Linked DNA regions of Mus musculus: region 2 is linked to region 1. The links are chromatin contacts, called in public HiChIP or PLAC-seq maps. All regions are on one chromosome and are shown on one strand. Each heading gives the region's core, a stretch centred on a gene start, on an enhancer-like site or on the middle of the called end of the contact. The rest is flanking DNA. Distances are from core to core; before and after follow the strand shown. Region 1 holds the start of 1700054M17Rik (RIKEN cDNA 1700054M17 gene). Region 2 holds the start of Gpr176 (G protein-coupled receptor 176).

Evidence for each region. HiChIP or PLAC-seq counts read pairs in DNA pulled down with a chosen protein or histone mark.
Region 2: a contact with region 1 is called in an HNF4G HiChIP or PLAC-seq map of pancreatic cancer cells. The contact joins the promoter of Gpr176 here to the promoter of 1700054M17Rik in region 1. A contact is called at or near these places in 2 of 39 promoter capture datasets (frontonasal cranial neural crest and second pharyngeal arch cranial neural crest), 1 of 484 Hi-C or Micro-C datasets (nephron progenitors), 5 of 115 datasets of contacts at active chromatin or transcription factors (bone marrow-derived macrophages, embryonic stem cells, forebrain and 2 more) and 2 of 9 other capture datasets (adipose tissue and liver).

The regions. Positions count from the first base shown.
Region 1 is chr2:118,303,442-118,306,394 of GRCm38.p6, forward strand. It overlaps 1700054M17Rik (RIKEN cDNA 1700054M17 gene), which reads left to right and starts at 1,473. Exons shown (of 3, transcript NR_045919.1): 1 at 1,473-1,494; 2 at 2,436-2,518. All of the region lies in intron 1 of Gpr176 (G protein-coupled receptor 176), which reads right to left.
Region 2 is chr2:118,372,050-118,375,002 of GRCm38.p6, forward strand. It overlaps Gpr176 (G protein-coupled receptor 176), which reads right to left and starts at 1,370. Exons shown (of 3, transcript NM_201367.3): 1 at 970-1,370. The coding sequence starts at 1,138.

The DNA.
Region 1 (2,953 bases), core at 223-2,722:
TAGATTGGCAGAGAGGCCTATATGACAGCTGAGTCTCTGTAGTGACAAGGAAGTGCTGAGAAGTGGCAATGAGGATGTGTGGTCTAAGTGAGTGTCAGTGAGGTGTCAAAGTGTGGGGATGGCAGTTAGGCCTGAGAGGGAACAGTGAGGCGTGAGGCACAGTGATGCCTCTGGGGTAGCAGTGATGCCTATGAGGTGTCTGTGAGGTGGGAGGAAGGGCTTGTGCGATGGAAGGTTAGTGCCGTGAGGTGATAATGAGATCGTAAAATGGCACTGTGGCCTGTGAGGTAACAGTTAGGGCCTATGAAGTGGCAGTGATGCCTCTGGGGCAACAGTGACTGCCTATAAGGACTGAGGAGGCCTGTGACACAACAGGAAGGCACTGTATGGTACCAGTGAGGACTGTCAGATCATAGTGAGGGCTTGTGGGATGGTGGCCATGTCCTGTGTGGTGGCAGGAGGACTCTGTGAAATGCAAATATTACCTTGTTGGGTTACACGGAGTTCTGGGAGGTGACATGGTCTTTAATGTAGCCACAAGGGCTATGAGGTGACATTGAGTGTCTGTGGCATGACAGTGAGGGACTCTAGGGGAGCAATGAGGTTCTATGAGGTGGCAGTCAGGTCTTGTGGCAGTGAGAACCTCTGAGGTACAGTGAGGTCCTGTGATGTGGAAGTGAGGCTGGTGCTTTGACAATGAGAGACTGCTAGGTGGCTATGAGGCCTGGGAGATGGCAGGTAGGGACTGCGGTGACAGCGAGGCCTATGAGGTAGCACTGAGGGCCTGTGAGATGGCAATGAAGCCAGTGAAATGACAGTGAGGGCCTGTGTGGTGACAGCGAGGCCTGTAAGTTGACAGTGAGGGCCTGTATGAGGTGACAGTGAGGCCCATGAGGTGATAGCAAGGCCTATGAGATGACAGTAAGGTCTGTGAGATGACAGCAAGGCCTGTGAGTAGTAGTGAGGCCTATGAGGTGACAGTGAGGCCCATGAGTGGACAGCAAGGCTATGAGGTGGCAGTAAGGCCTGTAAGGTGACAGTGAGTCCTGCGAGGTGGCAATGAGGCCTGTGAGGTGACAGTGAGATCTATGAGGTGGCAGTGAGGTCTGTGAGGTAACAGTAAGGTCTGTGAGGTGACAGTAAGGCCTATGAGGTGACAGTAAGGCCTATGAGGTGGCAGTAAGGCCTGTGAGGTGACAACAAGACCTGTGAGGTGGCAGTGAGACCTGCGAGGTGACAACAAGACCTATGAGGTGGCAGTGAGGCCTGTGAGGTGACAACAAGACCTATGAGGTGGCAGTGAGGCCTGTGAGGTGACAGTAAGACCTGTGAGGTGGCACTGAGAGTCTGTGAGGAGGCAGCGAGGCCTATGTGGTGACAGCGAGGCCTGTGAGGTGACAGTGAGGCCTGTGAGGTAACAGTGAGGCCTGTGATGTGACAGTGAGGCCTGTGAGGTGGCAGTAAGGCCTGAGAGGTGGCAGTGAAGGACTAGTGGTAACAACACCTACCTTTTCCTATGTGCTGACCCTAACCAGATTATAGGACTCTGCTCATGACTAGCTATAAACTCTACCAGTAATACTTGCACCCAGCGGACCCTTTCTGGGTTTCCTACTCCTACTTTGCAGTTTCTTTTGCTGGATTCTCTTCCCATCAAGGCCATCCTGGCCCTTCTAGTCCCACCCACTAGACCATTTCCAGTGAAACTGGAATGACGCCTGTGCTTACTGCCCACCTTGAGGCTCTCATCCGTGCCTCAGGCCCACATACTCACATGCAAACCTGTGGTAGTGAATAAGGATGGCCCCTGGTAGGCTCATACACTTGAATGCTTAGTCACCAGCAGTGGCACTATTTGAAAAGGATTAGGAACTGTGGCCTTATCAGAGGAGGTGTGTCACTGAGGGTGGGCTTTGAGGTTTCAAAAGCCCCCACCCCTCCCAGGTTCAATGTCACTTGGACTGCCTACAGACCAGGATGTAGCTCTCTGCTACTTCTCCAGCTCCATGTGTTCTTCCATGCCCCCACCCCCATGGTGACATGAATAAAGCCTCAGAAACTGTAAGCCAGCCCCTAGTTAAGTGCTTTCTTTCATAGAGTTGCCTTGGTCACGGTGCAACAGAACAGTGGCTAAGACAAAACCTTTATCTGTGTGCCTACACATTCACTTTGCACCCTCATAAGCATCATAAGCAACTCACGATGCCCACACAAAACCTAAATCTTCCCACGCCTCTTCCTCTTCTTCTGGTATTATCCATCTCAGGATATAGCATCCTCGGGTACCGCAGGTTACATGTCTGGAAAGCATCCTATGGTCTTGATGCAAATCCAGCTTTCACAACAAAGGGAATAAGAGAGTTCCTGAACCAAATATGAGCGACTGTGACTTGGGAACACAGACTCAAGCTGCTCTGAAAAACATGTCATTACAGATGCCTTAAAGCCTTGAAGGCCACCGAGGATGGACCTCTCCCTGGTGGAGTCTTCCTGTGTGGAGACAGGATCCATTCCAAAGGTAAGAACATTACATATGATTGTCTCCACCCTCCCTTAAGAGTTCATCCAGTTGGGCCTGTTAACCAAGGCTGATCCCCGGCAGCCAAGCTTAGCTAGGAGGAGTAGGTATCCCCTTAATGGGATGAGACACGGCACGTTCCCTTCATGAAACCCTCAGTGCAGTCGTCCTGGAGCTGCAGCCACTCAGCTCTCAGCTCTCCTCAGCTTTCCCTTTTTCTTCTTTTCTCTCTCTCTTTCTCGGATATTGGCCAAAGTCTAAACATGTTGTCTCTGGAACTTTGGGTGTCTCATCTTTTCTCTGAAGTTACCTGCCCTTTGCCATGTACTTGTTTGCTGACCTTCATGGCTAAACATCCTGCCCTAACTCAAAAGGCTGTCTCCCCAGCACCTCCTACTCCCCACCCCGACCTCTGCCCCCATGCCCCACCTCACC
Region 2 (2,953 bases), core at 120-2,619, 69 kb after region 1:
TTTAAGCCTGTTTGCTAGTATCCATTGTGCTTGCCAAACCTCAATGGAAAGCAGTCTGATTGTACTGTTTATTGTTTAAAGAGTTGCCCTAAAAAGCAAGAGCCATTTAAGAGTAGGGGGGAGGAAAGATGAGTCTCACCCTAACCCACACACATTTTACTAGCCATTGCACAAGAAATTACAAGAACAGTAATTCTTTCATCCTTTTTATGTCCTGCAGCTCTTTTTGAAAACGGATCCAGTGCCCTGTAACAGAGTAGCGCAGTTCATTTTGGTCAATTTATTTTCTTTAATCCCCTCTGAACAAGGGAGGAAATCTATAATCTTCTGTGAGTGGTTTGAGACATTTGTTGTTGGTTTTTTTTTTTTTTTCTTATCTCTGTTATGCACTTAAAATACAGGTGGAGGAGTCCAGTGGGTTTCGTTTTACTCAAAGATTGTAAAATTATCTGAAGACAATGTAAAGTTTAACTTCACACGCTCTTAAAAAAAAAAAAAAAAAAAGTCCCCGTTACTAGAAACAAACCAAAACTGACATGTAAAATAGAGCTCTCTCAAAAATAATTATCTTATATCGGAAATAGTAGCGCAAAAACACATTTTTGACTGAGTTAACATTCCTTCATCAGTCACAAATTCCCCGGGAATCGTTGCTCCTATTTGTAAACAAGAGCTAGAGGCAGCGATGCTCCCGGGCACCAGAAGGTAAGCGGTGATGCGCGGAGTCTGAAGCTTTGGACAAGGGCTGTCTGGACAGGTCTTTCGCCAGAACCCTGTACCTGTACCATCCTGCCAAGAGAAGCCCTGTCCCAACTCTTCTGCTTCCAGCCTCCAGGCTGGAGGTGACCGTCCTTGCTTAACTTAAACCTCCTTCAACTCCCCGCACATGGCCAGGCACCCCGCACCCCACGGCAGCTCTTGTGTCCTCGGGAAAGTCCGGCCCGCTGGTGGCCCCGCGGGTTGGCTTACCCAGTAGCGAGCCAATGAAGATGACGACCTGCACGGTGGTGGTGAACTGGCGGTACAGCTGAGCCTCGCTCAGCTCCCCGAACGCGCTGAGGTTGGCGCCAGCCTCGGCGCCCGACGTGTTGCGCGGGTGGCTGGTGTTCGGTGACACCCAGCTGCTGTTGTGCCCCATAGCGAAGCCCGGGGTTTGCGCTCGTCCGCCTGGCCTCTGAGCCCAGCGCACAGCCGCTCCTGCCCCGGGCGTGGAGGGACCGACGCTCGGGAGCCAGGCAGCGTCCTGCAGAGCCGGCCAGCCGGCTAGCCCCTCACGTCTGCTCATCGCCTAGCCAGCCATCCGCGAGGAGGGGTGGGAGGGAGGTGCGGCCGCGCCCCATGCCTGCTCCCCCCTGGGCCCGTCAGCAACCACATGGAGGCGGCACGGTCACAGAGCATCGCTGGGCCCTCCTCCCGAGGGGGGGGGAGGGGGCGGGCAGCGCGGCCAAGCCCACCCAGCACACACATCGGTGGCTGCGGAGGACCCCGCGCACGCTCTGATCCTCTCTCCCTAGTGGGATGGGAGCATTTGGCTGAAGCTATATTTCAATGCCGCTAGTAGCTTCGAAGCTGGGGCGGTGCGAATCCCCATGAAATGCCCCAGCCTAGTGATCATAGCTGGGAAGGTGGGGGCTAAACCAAGGGCAGCCAAGGCTGGGCAACAGGCCCTGAGTGTCCACAGCTTGGCCCCCGCACACTCGGCTGAACGCCAGGACTCTGGGACGCTCAGCTGGGGTCTAATCCCCAGGGCTGCCTGAACCCCTGGAGCCGGCTCTGCACCCCCCGCCACTTTGCCTTTACAAGCCGCCCCCACCCTTGGCCTCAGCCCCACCACTCCAGGTCGGATCTTGGCTTGGACAGATTGTCGTGACCTAGCAGGGACCAGGTAGGATGCCCCTAGCGGGGCAGAGCCGCCGCCCGCTCTGCAGCCGGGCTCCCAGCGCGTGCCTGGGGCAGTCGGGGCCGCGCGGCAGGCAGGCGAGGTCACGTGACGCACGACCCACCCCCTCACGCTGCTGGTGAGGGACGTAGCGCCATTTTGCCCCAGTGGAGCGTGACTTCGTCGCGGGGCGCGTGGGAGGCGCGCAGTTTCAGTATCTAGCTGCTGAAGGATGCACTGCGTTTGCTGCTGTGGTTACTGCCCCAGCGTCCTTAGAGGTACAGCCTGCAGGCTCTATATCATTTGCCACTGCCATCTGGGCAGGGAGCCCAGCCTCCCGGGCCCTCCGTCAAGTCAAAGCCTTGTCCATCTTCGAAAGGTGGACTAAAGGAACCCACTGATGGTTTCCCAGGCCCTTTCATTGGGCCTCACCTCCACACGGGGCACTGCTAATGAATTCAGCGATGAAGACTTGGAGGGGGTTTCCTGCAGGCTGATGTAAATTGGGAAGTTGGGATAAGCAGGCATACAAGAAGAAATAATAAGGCAGGAGGAGTGAAATGGAAACAAGGAACTAAGAGAAGGATCAAGGGAAGAAAAATATAGAAATGAGCCAGGCATGGTGGTGCATACCTCTAATCCCAGAGTTTTGGAGGGAGAGGCAAGAGAATTGGGAATTTGCTACAAAATAAATTGGCAGGCTTGAATATGTGAGACCTTTCACGGCAAAAAAAAAAAAAAAAAAAAAAAAAAAAGTGGAGGTCACCTTGATCCCCAAATTTGAGACACACATTCTTTATGAAAATACAGAACCAGGGACAAGGTAACATCGGTCTTACGGTCGCGTCTTAGGTGGATTTTCCACTGACTACAATGATGAGTCAGGGGTAAGGTTCTATATGACATGAGGTGAGACATCATTTAAATGTTATACTTTCTGGTTAATATACAGCAAATTCACAAAATTCAGCGGCTTGAACAACCTATGTCGCCAGCGTCTGGCATCTGGAGGCTATTCGTCGCTGGCAGGAGATACTGGCCGTAACTTAGAAGTCAGACGCAATTGTGCTCCGA